2 separate regions of the Mus musculus genome follow, and region 2 is linked to region 1. A link is a contact called in public HiChIP or PLAC-seq data. All regions are on one chromosome and are shown on one strand. Each heading gives the region's core, a stretch centred on a gene start, on an enhancer-like site or on the middle of the called end of the contact. The rest is flanking DNA. Distances are from core to core; before and after follow the strand shown.

The links. HiChIP or PLAC-seq counts read pairs in DNA pulled down with a chosen protein or histone mark.
Region 2: a contact with region 1 is called in a FOXA1 HiChIP or PLAC-seq map of pancreatic cancer cells. The contact joins the enhancer-like site here to the promoter of Snap23 in region 1. A contact is called at or near these places in 7 of 39 promoter capture datasets (the C10 cell line, cranial neural crest, hematopoietic stem and progenitor cells and 2 more), 5 of 115 datasets of contacts at active chromatin or transcription factors (embryonic stem cells, extraembryonic endoderm stem cells, pancreatic cancer cells and 2 more) and 2 of 9 other capture datasets (liver and pancreatic islet).

What each region holds. Positions count from the first base shown.
Region 1 is chr2:120,566,396-120,569,212 of GRCm38.p6, forward strand. Snap23 (synaptosomal-associated protein 23) reads left to right here and starts at 1,276. Exons shown (of 8, transcript NM_009222.3): 1 at 1,276-1,411.
Region 2 is chr2:120,951,145-120,953,937 of GRCm38.p6, forward strand. The region is part of intron 4 of Ubr1 (ubiquitin protein ligase E3 component n-recognin 1); the gene reads right to left. Among named protein-coding and RNA genes, the nearest start is that of Ubr1, 18 kb to the right of the region's middle. Within about 2 kb of position 1,412, at least 19 of the 459 cell types and tissues checked have an H3K27ac peak or open chromatin away from gene starts, as enhancers often do. A contact at or near this core is called in pancreatic cancer cells and pancreatic islet, where this site is marked.

The DNA of each region.
Region 1 (2,817 bases), core at 26-2,525:
AAGCTCTAACCCAATCACGATCTTTACTCAACCTCACCCTTGATTTTTTTTTTAATTCAACTGTTTCTCTCATCTGGGTTTTTTTTTTTCCTCCTGTCTTCATCCTAACAAAATAAAAACGAATAAGATACATTATTCTTCCTTTTCCTCTGACAAAAGCCAAAGTTTCCAAAAGCATTTTATAATGTCCCCATGTCTCTCTCTTCTCCAAACTATTGCAATGTCTGTCAACTATCACCAATCCCTTGGTATTAAATTCAAATGATATTTCTCAGACTTCTTCTATCTCTTAAGAAGAGGCTATTTCTATGAAATAGTTTTTATTCCCTATATTGCCAGCTTTTTATTTATTTATATATATTTTTATTTATATATTATTTATTTGTTTTGCTTTACTCTTAGAGATGCTTGGAAGAATTTTTGGGGCAAGTTGTTTAAAATCCTTCAGTAACTCAATGGGTATAAAACGAATCCTAGGTTTATTATTCCAAATTTTACAAGACCTTTAAAGATCTAGCTTGATCCTCAGCCCTGATGGCGGTGGTCTCGGGGCTAAAAGGGCTCTTCCATTCTCCCCCCCAACCCAGTGATAGACTGTACTCTGAAATAGGATCTCACTAAGTTATCAGTTTGGCTTTACATTCCAGAGGTCAAGTGATCCTCCAGCCTCAGTTTCTGATAGCCTGAGGATTACACAATGTGAGCTACCACGTCTTCACATTTTCTTTTGTCTCAGAAAGCGAACTCTTAAACTTCTAACAAGAAACTTCCAGAAGGCGCTGCGTTGTTGTTGTTGTTCCCACTGCCTGGAAAACTCTTTATCTCGTAGACTTCCGAAGTACTCCTACTTATCATATCCTTCGTGACTTTAAGAGTAACTTCCTGTGTCAATCCTTCAGACATTCCTCAAAATAAATGTTTTGTTCATTGTTGGCCAAAGCTGCTTCGGAATTCCTGTGACCGTATTCTGTTAACTGAAAGGTATTTACGCATCTATTTCCCTGGTTTAAACGGGCCAAAACACCCTGTAGACTTTGGCAGTCGCGAGTTTTTCCTAGTCTTTCAAACACTAAAGCGTCCCGTGCAAGGCTGCCTTCAGGGATGATAGTTGGAAGAACTCCTCCCGGGGAGAATCTGTAGGGTTAACGGGTGACTTCCCAGGATCTCCGCCTGCGTGGCAGGAGATTTAACACCCTCTCCGCGGCGATTGGCTCCAGTGGTAGAGGTGTGTCTGCCCCGCGGCGCCCTGCGACTGCGCAGGCGCACAAGTCCTCCGGGCGCATGCGCGCGAGGGAGCGCGCACCCTGTCCGATCTTCTAGAGTCCGAGAACTGTGGAGGCTGGAGAGGAGTGGCCGGAGCCGCCGGGTGAGGCTTCTGGAAAGTAGCTGAGGGAACTAGTCAGCGGGACAGGTAGGATGATATCCCAAGGAGAAAAAGGGTGGTGGTGGTGGTGGTCCAACGTTTTGGGGGTCGGACTTGAGGGGAGAAGAGAGCTCCGGCCAGTCCTTGGTGGATTGGGCCGAGAAGGAGATCGCCAGGCGTTGGCGACCAGCGCGAGCCCTCGCAGGAAGGGAGGCGCTATGGTGGTGCCCTGGACTTGGGTGGTTCGGCTCCTCGTCCCTCACCTTCAGCCTCACGATGTTTCTCGTTAGTATTAACAGACTGTCTGGCTGGTGGCCCTAATGAACACATAGTTCTGAAATGGTTGTTAGAAGAATGACCCCGAGGGTCCTGGCGTTGCAGGCTCCACTGTCTAGGAAATTCCCTGCTTATCTTGAGGCTTCCCCGTGGGAAAGCGCCAAGAATATGGTCAGTCAAAAGATGATTTTTTTTTTCCTCAATTCGGTTTGTGTGTGAGGAAAGTATTTTAAAGTACTGTTACACTTCTTTCCTTCGTCCTTAATCATTAGTCACTGCACTATTTGGAAAAGCAAACTGGCGGTAGAGGAAGCGAAAAACAACCGAGTTGAGGAAAAAGATCTTTCCTTTTTGCTGTTTGTCATTTGGGTAGGTTTGGGCTGGGGGCACGGATGGGATTGCAGAAGAGTTTAGAAACTGGCAGCTTTTGACAAGTGTTCTCAGAAAATAGTATAGTTTCTTACTTGAAGAAAATAAGTATCTTACTTGTGAAAATAGTATAGTTTCTTACTTGAAGATATTTTTTAAGGATCGAAATAACTTCATTTGCCCTGCTGCCTTTTAAGAGGGTTTTGAGATATCCTGGTAAAATGCTAGTAGTTCAGTCATAGCAAGGTAAAATAGATCCTTCTCACGTTCTTCTTTTTCTTGGAAAATACTATGCATAAATTCTGTGAGGCCCTGGGCAGTAGTGGTGCACACCTTTAGTCCCAGTACTTAGGAGACAGAGGCAGATGGATATCTGTGAGTTCGAGGTCAGTTTGGTCCAATGAGGCATTACTTGTTAAAGCATTTTTTTTTTAAAAGACATGATCTCACTATGTAGCTCAGGCTGGCCTGGAATTCAGAGATCTGCTTGCCTCAGTCTCTCAAGTGCTGAAATTAAAGGCATGCACACACACACACACACACACACACACACACACACACACACACACACACACACAAAGCTTAAGTCCTTTGAAGTTCAAATTTGTGAAAGCTGTTTCATGACAAAGTAAGAAAAGTTAGTATTTCTGTTACTGGCAAAGTTGATGCCCAAGGAATTCCCTGAGCACTTGTTATTTGTTCTTTTGGTGAGAGGTTATGCGAAAGAATACATTCAAGTAGATAATAGCAAATTGGAAACACTTTCTTACCATGCTTCTGGGACAGGCCATATTAAAGTAAGTTAAATG
Region 2 (2,793 bases), core at 162-2,661, 380 kb after region 1:
AGTGCTTAGGAAAGAATTTTTCAAGAAAGGCATTTGCATCTTAGAAATAAACCCAACTGGGACAAGAGAACCAGAAGTTATAAAAACAATGAAAAAAACCAAAACAAGAAAATAAACAACAGAAATACGGGAGAACTTGCTTTTCCTTTCATCTTAAAGGAGCCTTTCTTCAATGCTCCACAACTCGCTTCCAGCGCTATTAGTTAGGTCTGCTTATGTTTGGTGATGCTCCACTAAGCTTGGCACAATTCCATGTGCCTGGCAGAATCTGGATAGCACACTCACCAAGGCAGAGGGAATAAAGGCTGAAATCACAGTGCTGCAGGAGCTAGCGTGCTACCTAAAGCCGTCCTCTCCCACCTCCAGATAAGCAGTTCCAGAATACTGATTACTTTCCCAAAATAAGTTTAAATCCAAAAATGTCCAAGATCAGATTTGAGACTGAATTCAGATTTCTAAAAATAAAGCTAGCTTCCTGGATACGTGAGACATGGCTTTACCACTAGCTCTTTGGAGGCTAAGTAAGGCTGATCTCTGTGAGTTCCAGGCTAGCCACGGCTACATAGAGGCCCTGTCTCAAAATGAATGAATCTAGCACAATTCTCACCCCCCTCCACCTAAGCATTTTATTGTTTTCTATCAAAATGAATTAAACATCTCCCATTCCATCTCCTAAAAGGCATTGCTCATATGGCCAATCAAAAATATTTGTTAAATATATTAAACAAAAAAAGCAGACATTTTACTGTTGCTTGTTTATTTCAGTGCAAATAGTAGTAAACAGATACAAGCCCAGCAATTGGAAGGCTCTGCTTGGGAGGAACCTGAGTTTCAGGCCAGCTGTCTTAAAGAGCAACAAGCATACAAACAAAAAAAGACTAGAAATCTTTGTAAACTGTACTAAAGTTTCTCATTTCTTTTTGGTTAATTTTCTTGAGTTCTTGTTTTGTTTTGTTTGTTTATTGTTTTGTTTTGTTTTGGCTTACAATCATGACTACATCACTTTGTTCTTTGTAATATTTACATATCTTAGCTCAGTCGAGTTCATCTGATTGACAGTTCTTCCAGAACAGGGTCAACAGAAGGATTCTGAAACATTGAGCTCCAATGTAGATGAATTATAATCCAATGGCATGGCTGCCCTGGCAAGGGATCACATCCAAAGACCTAGGTCTGTATGATCCAGCTGGAATGTAGACATGCCACACACTTTTAACCCTTCTGGCTGGAATACAGACAATCCCTTAGCACACACCAGTATGTTTGTAGAAGGAAGAGGCCATGTTTGAAAAGTGGCTAATTGAGGAGTAAACAAAGTAATGAATCAGAGAAAGATCTGACAGAATGAGTCAGAAATAGGATACTCCCAATTCTTAAGAGGAAAGAGACGCACATGAAAGAGAAGCAATTTAAGAGGAGCCCAGAGACAGAGAAGGAGTCAGTTGGGAGTGCACTGAGTGCACTGAGTGCAGTGCAGAGAGTACAGTGCAGTGAGTATGGTGACTGCAGTGCAGTGAGGGCAGTGAGGTGAGTACAGTGCAGTGAGTGCACTGAGTGCACTGAGTGCAGTTCAGAGAGTACAGTGCAGTGAGTGTGGTGACTGCAGTGCAGTGCAGTGCAGAGAGTACAGTGCAGTGAGTATGGTGACTGCAGTGCAGTGAGGGCAGTGAGGTGAGTGCAGTGCAGTGAGTGCACTGAGTGCACTGAGTGCAGTGCAGTGGAGCTGAGTTCTTCCCTGAGTCCATGCAGTACAGTACAGGGCAGCAGAGGCAGCTGAAGACAAAGAATAAGAGGGAGCCAGAAGATTAGAACAGATTGCCAGAACAAAAGGTTGTATCTAGGGATGGGAATTGCCAATGAAAGTGCAAGCCCAGCAAAAGAACGCCAAAGACAGCACCACAACACACTCCCACAAACTCACAACACCAACACAAAGATAATGACCTAACTAAAAGGCTTAAGGATTTCAAAGTCTAGTTTTAAAAACAGGATCAACAACCATACACAGGAATTCTATAAACAGGTTAAGAAGTCAGTTAGGATCAACACAAGAAAGTTATGAAACAGATGAAAGTATCAGTAATTTTGAGAGAAAATTAAGGGAGAATTTGGCAAGGAAACATGCAAAAAAAGAGCCAAACCAAATTCTGGAAATGAAAGAAAAAAACCAAAGTCACAGCAGACCAGGACCAAGGGCTAAGGACTAGTTCCAGAGGGGGGCACCAGTTGGGACAATAACACATACAGGCTTACAGAAAGAAAAAAAAATTATGAAGATAACCAAAACTTCCAAGAAGTCCGGGATACATCAAGAAATCTAACCTAGAATCCATGGCCTAGCTTAAGGAGTTATGGCAAATCATGTAAAGAGGCTTAGACAAACTATTTTTTAAATTATAATTAAGAATTTCCTAGAGAAGAATTTCTCCACGGCATATTTAAATTAAAACAAACTAAACAAACAAAAAACACAAAATACTAATATCTGTAAAAGAACACACTAACTCACATTCAGAGGCAGAAAGATCAGAACAACATTAATCTTTCATTAGCAGTCCTCAAAGTCAGAAAAAGTATGGCCCTGAAACTGTCAACCAAAATTGCTATCCTTCCCTGAAAAGTTATCTATTAAAGTTGACAGAGAAATAAGAGTATTCTAGCACAGGAATTTCTTAGAGAAACTGTTATCACCAAGAAATTCACATAACTAGCAAAGACATCCAAAAACTGGGAGTCAAAATTTAGAAATAAGCCCACCAATCAAAGGGAAATTATAAACAAGCTGGTGTAGCG